2 separate regions of the Rattus norvegicus genome follow, and region 2 is linked to region 1. The links are chromatin contacts, called in public Hi-C maps. All regions are on one chromosome and are shown on one strand. Each heading gives the region's core, a stretch centred on a gene start, on an enhancer-like site or on the middle of the called end of the contact. The rest is flanking DNA. Distances are from core to core; before and after follow the strand shown.

Region 1 (3,885 bases), core at 88-2,587:
GCTACTGTCCCTGGAATCAACCCATGAAAAAGAAGTGTGTCACTGTCAGCAAGGCTGAAAGGAGTAGGTGACTGGATGAGTGCTTTGACATCAGACATGGAGATGCAAGTTTAGTGTTTGCCCTGATGGTTTTTGTCTTTTGTTGGTCCAGTATTTTCTGACTCTTGTAGTCAAGGTTCTGATTGCTGTGACAAAACACTATGACCAAAGCAATGTGGGGAGAAAGGGGTTTATTTGGCTTATACTTCCATATAGCTGTTCATCATCAAAGGAAGTCAGGACAGGAACTCATGCTGGGCAGGAACCTTGAGGCAGAAGCTGATGCAGAGACTGTGGATGGGTGCTGCTTACTGGTTGGTCCTTGTGGCTTGTTCAGTCTGCTTTCTTATAGAACCCGTGACCACCAGCCTAGGTATGTCATTACCCACAATCAGTAATAAAGAAAAACTCTTACGGACCTGCCTGCAACACAATCTTATAGAGGCATTTTCTTAATTGAGGTTTCCTCCTCTCAAGTGACTTTAGCTTGTGTCAAGTTGACATAAAACTGCCCAGCACACTCATTGTGCTTCATTTCCTCCCCTTTGGAATAGTAATGTGCATTCTGTGCCAAGGAATGTTGAAAGTATGAGATCTGCTCTTTATTTTTTGTTTTATAGGGGGGTTAGAGTTAAGAGAATGCCATGAGTCTGAGAAGAGATTTTGTATTTGGGACTATGAAATACTATGGGGACTTCGGAAGCTTGACTAAATACGCTTTGCATTATGATACAGCTGTAAGTCTATGGAAGCCAGAGAGTAGAATGTGATAGTCTGAATAAGAATGTTCCTTGTAGGCATATATATTTGAATCAGAGAGTGACACTATATGAGGAGGATTAGAAGAATTGGGAGGTATGGCCTTGTTGGAGAAAGTGTGTCACTAGAGGTGGTGGGCTTTTAAAGTTTCCAGGCTTTCTCTCTGCCTACTGCCTGTAGATCAGGATACAGTTCTTAGCCACTGTTTCAGTGACTTGCTTCCTGCCATGATGATAATGGACTATATGTCTCTAAAACTATAATCACCAAGATAGCACAGAGAGGGTAAGAGGCTGTGTGACACTTGGAGTAGGTCATGCATCTTGAAGACAGGGGCCGTGTCCGTGTCCCCTCGGTGCTTAGAATAGCACTTGTCGTGGACTGAACATTCAGGAAGTGCTTGTTGAATAAATGCATAAACAAATAAGTTTCAACAGAGCCCTCTCCACCACCAATGGTCCCCCTAACTCCGAGCCAAACACAAACAGTTGGAGGGAGGTGCCTTCCTTAGTGCCCAAGAGCAGTAGCAGCAGATGGTGCTGTCCAGATATGAGACCTTGTCCTTTTACTCCTGCATTGAGCTCCCCACTCTCTACTCTTGTCCCTCTCTGAGTTGTCCCTGCTCCAGGAAGGTGGCCAGCTGAAGCCACAGGCCTTCCAGCAGAAAACACCTGGCTGGTCAAAGCCTTTTTGTCTCTGCAATTACCTTCTATTTCCCTCTCCCTCTTCAATTTCATGCAAAGCCAACTGGTGTTTCTTTTCAAGCAGCTGAGAGCACCAGATGGAAGGGTGGGGGAGGTGGAGGCAGGGTGCGAGGCATCGAAGGGACAAGCAGGGCTGTGGATGGGGGGGGGCATTAGGAAGCATGTGATACCGGGACAGTGCCAGGCAGGTCAATGGAGGTAGGGAAGGCAGAAAGGGTGGAGAAAGCCAGCAGGCACCATACGTGTACACGTACACACGCAGTACTTTCAACATACCATTAAAACAGAGAAATGTTCTGGTTTCCGTAGCAACAAGGACGAGATCGGTGCCTCAGCCAGTGAAACTTATTGGGGGAAAAAGGCATTTGCCTGTTAAGGAGCCTGATGAATTGGGGGATAATTGTACAGCGTTCTGCCACCATTAACACATATAATAATAATTCAGAAAATACTGTAAAGAGAACAGAAGATTGATGAAAATCCCACAGAGGCAGGGGTGGGAGGGAGGGGCAGAAGGCAGAGAAATGGGATATAGGAATGTTCTAAGTAAATATCCCAGGGTGGGCACTTGGTGTGAGGTAGCATTGGAACCAGCTCATATGTCAGTCTCCAGAGGTCTAAGGTGAAGCTGGTTATATCTGTCCCCAATTCTATAGAGAAAGTATGTTGTTGTGTCCTGTTCTCATTCAAGGCTTCAGAAAGTAGGTAAGTGGATATGGAAAGTCTAAAAGTTTGTAGTAGTGGACTCTGTGACATCTGGGCCCTGCGTCTGCATTTCTCATAGTGTCCAAAGGAACTATGGACCATCAAAGGATAGGACAGTAGAGGAGATTCCTGACAACTGAGTCATATATAACAGAATCTTGCCTGTGGGAGAAGAAAAAGAAATCACAATTATCTTGCTCTCTTGGTAGCAAAGACTCCATGCCAAGTGCATAGTAGTTGCTAAATAAAATGGTGCTACTAATGGGGACTGGGATGACGGGGACAAGGACTACAGTTCAGTCGGTAAAGTGCTTGCTTTGCAAGCATGAGGAGGACCCGAGTTCACATCCCCAGTGGTCACATATAAAGCCAGATGTGCTACTATGCACCTGTAGTCCCAGTGCTAGGGAGACAGACAGGGACTTGCTGTCCGGCCAGGCTAGATGTACCAGAGAACTCCAGATTCAATGAGAGACCATTTCAAAACACAAGGTAGGGAGGGAGCAGTATGAGAAGACAGTCTGCCAGTCTCTGGCCTCCACTAACATGTGAATGAAAGACTATATAAATGGATGGATAGATGATTTAAAAGAGTGAGCAAATGGACGGATGGATGAGAATCAGGAGAGGGGACCGGTGTTCTCATCTCCTGCTTGCTTCTGGTAACTTAGTGGCAGATTAGACTCTCAGAGGGGGTGTCTCTCCATGAGATACGCATTAGGATTCTGGGACAAGACAGTTCTGTGCCCCAGAAGACTTTCGAGCAGTGAGGCCATTTGAATATTCCTTACTCTGTCCTGAGATATATCCTGTGGTATATCACTCTATTGGCTCTGTTGACTTAGAGGGAAGGTGCCGCCCACTGCCTCAGAGCGCCCAGGCCCGTTCTTGATCCTGTGGGTCAGGGTTTTGTTCTGAATCTGTTTTTCCACCTCTGATTTCCTACACTACCAGAGGCTGGTCTTGGCAGACAACCCGCACTTTCATTCAGAACCACACTAGCTATCACCTTGTGGTGGTTTCAACGAGAACCATCCCCATAGGCACTTATATGTGGAATGCTTAGTCATCAGGAAGTGGACATGTTTGGGAAAGATTAGGAGGTGAGGCTTTATTGGAACCGAGGTGGCCTTGTCAGAGAAGGTGTGTCTCTGGGGTGGGCTCTGAGGTCTCTTTTACTACTTGCTGCCCATGCATCAGGATGTAAAACTCTCAGCTACTGCTTAGTGTCATGGGCATCTGCTTCCCTCCATGATAATCGTGCATTAACCCTTGGACTCACATACTTCAGCAAGTGCCCAGTCAGCCATGCTCTTGAAATAAACACATTGTTTTACAAGGACGTGGCTGTGACCATTCCTTTGGTCTACTGTTGGTACCCTACCTTGGGTCAAAAGACATTTGTTTGTGTCTCCCTGGGAAAAGCCACCCTGAAAGTGTTTACTTGTCCATTATGTCTCCCTTGGTTATGCTATGCTCCTATGACTACAGACTTGGGAGTTGTGTCTCTGGGGATTTCCGCGCTGGTGGCAGCTCCTTTGAGAGAGCCTTGAGCACCAGAAGAACCTAACGCCAAGGTGAAAGACGTTCATCTAAAGTCTCTGAGAACAGACTGAAAGCACCAGGCTCCATCCCAAGCAGATCGACTTTGTGACAATGGGCTCCTTGCAGAGCAAGC
Region 2 (4,004 bases), core at 482-2,981, 280 kb after region 1:
GGTCTTGCTGAACACTGGGGCATTGATTCACCCCAAATGTGATGCTTCAGCATGTCAGAGTGCGAGGTAGAAAGACTGAGATTCTTATCTTGAACAGACATTGGTCCTGGACCAGTGGGTGCCTCAGTTTCACCTTTCTGTGAAAATTAGGGAACACTGCAGTCAGCAGCCTGTTTTGTGGTGGAGAAGTCCAATGACACAACTTGTTCTGCGTGAACCAGCCTGTTAGAGACTGCCATGAAAACCGGATTGGTTTGTCCACATCACATTCTTCTTATGTTGGCAGAATTATAAAGGATCCGCTGTGCTCTTCCTAGTGTGGTGGAGGTGGGGTTATCTCAGGATCAGACCAGATTTCAGCTAATAGAATTACACTCTCTGTGAGCGTTGTCCCCTGCTTTCCGGTTCTTTGTTCACACCCTCACCTCTCTCGGCTGGCCCTCTTCAACTTTGTGGTGTTCCCGTGTAGATGGTTCGCCCCTGCCAGACTCCACCTGGGAAAGAGCTACATTTGGGAGAGGAGGAAAATGAGCCCTAAATGGGTTTGAGAGACACAGGCTGTGGCGCTCCAGGGCACCGGGACACTGCAGGGGCTGGAGCAAGGCAAGGATATTAATTTTCTTTTCTCTGCCTTCCAAACATGAAGCTACCTGTGGCACCTAAATTACAAAGGCTATGTCTCTGTGCTGGGCCTATTGACTTGAGATTACTGGGGAAAGAACAAAGAATTATTATTGTTTGCCGGACACCCATGGAGACAGGCGCCGTGTGAATGTGGCTATCAGTGGGATAGGACGCGCCTGGTAGAGTGGGCCTGTGGCGTCTCCTTGGGATGCAAGACCAGAAAGCTTTTTGCTTTGGAGATGGGCCAAGAACTGCAAACACTTCATGACTCTGACTCTGGAAAGCAGGGTTCTAATCTAACCAGGAGGGTGCTGGAAAAAGTTAGTTTAGACAAAAATAGGGTCCCACCTGCCTGGCATAAAAAGTGCTATATGAAAGATGCCTGTCATTGGTTCTCAAGCACCAGTTTGTTCAGACCCAAATTACAGGACACACAGGGCTCTCAGTGTTCAGGATCCTACACCCCAAGGATCCTGAATTCAGGGGCGAGAGCCGAGTTGGTCTCCTTGGAGACTGTCAGTTGTGGTAGGCTGCACTACAAGGCATCATAGCCTCCAGGGCCTGGTGTCTGCGCTTCTGTCATCTTCGGTTCTGTTCTGCAGCTTCTTATCCCAAGGTGGATGGCGTTCAGCCTAAAGCAGGTTCCAGAGGAAAGCTAAGAGAGAAGAGAAAGGTTTGAACTAAAAACAGAGGCTGGATCCGTGTGTGACAGTGAGCTTCATGTGGGAGAGAAGAGGAAGATTTGAGTTTCTATTTTTGCCGCGTTTTATTTTGTTACTGAGCCATAGGAAGGATCCGCCTGTGTTTCTATTCAGTTTAATCCTGCCTTCCCTTCTGTTTGTTCTCCTAACAGTCTGTATTGATGCAGCCCATCCTTTTTGTAAACTCCCAAGAAGGAACCCACACACACCACCACCACCCTGTGACTTGGTACCTTTCATCATGTCTGCTATCTTTCTATTGAAACATAATTTCCTGATGGCCAGCTTCAAAAGGAAAGGCCATAAGGGCTACAGCCTCAGGAGGGACATCCTGGGCAAGATCACTGTGCCTGGGCTATCCAGAATCTCTGATATTTAATTAGTATTCAAGTACTGCTCAGTCAGGAGAGCATCCCTGAGGCTGCAACTGGCCTTGCGGAAGGTGATGTGTACCAGGAAGGCACGAGGTCTCTGTCCATCATGGGTTATTTTGTCTTGCTTGCAGAGAAGTTGCATAAGTTGCAAAATAATGTGTGAGGTGTTCTTATTACATTCTACAGAGAGAAGAGGATACAGACAGAGAGCAAGATCATTTAGATCCCGGATGGTCATTAGTGGCCAGGAAGTGCTTCAGCCGAGAATCTGGTTCACCTTCCTATCTGTGGGAAAACATCTGTACTTCCTTGTTGCTGTGACAAAAAAAATCTCATAAGAAAAGGAGGAAAAAATGTTTTTGTGGGTTTGGACCATTCATTTCTCACTGGCAAGTGCTGAGAAACGGTCTTGCAGGCATTTTTCTTCATGTAAAAGTTTTGTGATAACGACGGCGTCCAATTCGTAGGGGGAGAGGTTTGTAGATGTTCCTTACTTTAACTTCTGCCCTGTTCTTCTCACCACCCTACACCACATTTTCCTTCTGTAAATTCTTGCAGTTTTATGCAAGTTGATCAGGAAGGGAGCGCGGCAGAAAAGCTAAAGCACTGGACTTGGAAAATCTGCGATCTACTTCTCCTTTTCTGAATGATCATGGAAAAGTCACCCAACACCCAACGCCAGTTCTGTCTGTCACTTGGTGACACGAGCTGCCTACCTACCTGTCGGGTATGCTGTGAGACTCACAGAGAAGTTCTCAGGAGCCATTTCTGTTTCTAAGTTGCCTACTGTTCTCCATCACTCTGCCTGTGAATGCCAAGTCCTTGGTGCTCTAGACAGTACACGGTTATTGACGACAGTATCTAGTTCTCACTGCAGCTCAGGGATGGCTTTCACAGGCTTCATGATTTATGTCTGTAGAAGAAAGCTCCTTCTCAGATGGTAGTCAATGTGCCTGATAGCTTCAGCGGCTGTTACACTGGAGCTGGTATCAAGTGAGTGGGGCAAGGGTCACCCAAATGAATGTGGGGGATGGAAGTGGGGTCATCCAAATGGGATCTGTGGGGCAGCTTTGGGACATGGTGTTCGACCTCCCACCTAAAAGCCAATCTGCAGATTTGCCTGGAGTCACATCTCCAAGGAGGTCTAACCATGAATCCTTCTCAGAGGCTAGAGTTTTCTGCGTTTTGCAAACTACTATTTAACCTCTAACATAATAATGCAGAGTGCACAGTAGACAATGGATACTCGAATAAATGAATGAAGAAATAAGAAATTATTCTAGATAGAAACTCTAGCCCCCGAATCTTCCCAAAGATCATTTCTATAGACTGCAGCAAGATTTTGTGATCACTGTTAACTCGGAGGAGGCTTCCTCAATAAATATTTGGCAGTGTTTATTCCAAGAAAAATGAGAGACAAACAGAATAAAATATCCTTAATGTGACTGTCTCAAAAAACAAAACCAACCTTTTATTTATTTATTTATTTATTTATTTATTTATTTATTTATTTGCTTTTATTGTGCTGGAGATAAGAATCCAGGTCCTCATAGAGGTGAGGCAAGCACTCTACCATTGCAGTAGTTCCCTAACATCTCTCCTTTACTTACCACATCTATGAGGACAAACATGTAAGAATCTCTTTACATGAATCATTATTAAATAAGTAATATAGAAATTAAGTTAGGCCCTGTATATTGTGTATTGTGTCATAATCTTACATAAATACAATCATCTATGTAAAGTCGGTAGGGAGTGATGTCTTCTCATTATATGCAGCTTGCAAATTAATTTACCCTAGCTCACCTGCTGGGATGACAGAACAGATCTAGTGTTAGCTGTCACAGAACAAAGAAGCCTGAAGCTCACCAAGCTTTTTCTTAAATCATGAATCGATATGTGAATGCTGTTGCTCCTATTGTACCCATGAGGTGTGTATTTTGGAAAAAAATTATGTTGTTGGTTGAAAGAAGGGGACTGGACAAAGCTATTTCTCCATCCTCACATTTTGCTTTGATGCCAGAGTTGTGAAGAATGTTTGAAGTTGAGAGGATTTTCTTTTTCTGGTAATCTAGTGTTTACCCATGAGGACTCGGGCCACAGCTGTCACTTGAACAGGGAATTTTTGCTTAGAATGTTGTTTATAAGGCATTTGTTCCCAGAAAGGCTGGAAGAAAACAGTTAGTGTGTCAGGACAGCTGCAACCTGTGCTGACATTCTACACTCTGGTGTGGCCAGATGTGGTGGTCTAGATAAGAATGGCCCCAATAGGCTCATATATTTGAATGCTTAGTCATCAGGGAGT

Evidence for each region. Hi-C and Micro-C count contacts between places; a contact is called where the count stands out from the background.
Region 2: a contact with region 1 is called in a Hi-C map of frontal cortex, with 2.5 times the contacts expected there. The contact joins two enhancer-like sites. A contact is called at or near these places in 4 of 12 Hi-C or Micro-C datasets (frontal cortex, hepatocytes and liver).

The regions. Positions count from the first base shown.
Region 1 is chr4:170,022,489-170,026,373 of GRCr8, forward strand. No RefSeq gene overlaps it. Among named protein-coding and RNA genes, the nearest start is that of Emp1, 80 kb to the left of the region's middle. Within about 2 kb of position 1,338, at least 11 of the 93 cell types and tissues checked have an H3K27ac peak or open chromatin away from gene starts, as enhancers often do.
Region 2 is chr4:170,302,475-170,306,478 of GRCr8, forward strand. It overlaps a transcript of Grin2b not described here. Among named protein-coding and RNA genes, the nearest start is that of Emp1, 360 kb to the left of the region's middle. Within about 2 kb of position 1,732, at least 4 of the 93 cell types and tissues checked have an H3K27ac peak or open chromatin away from gene starts, as enhancers often do.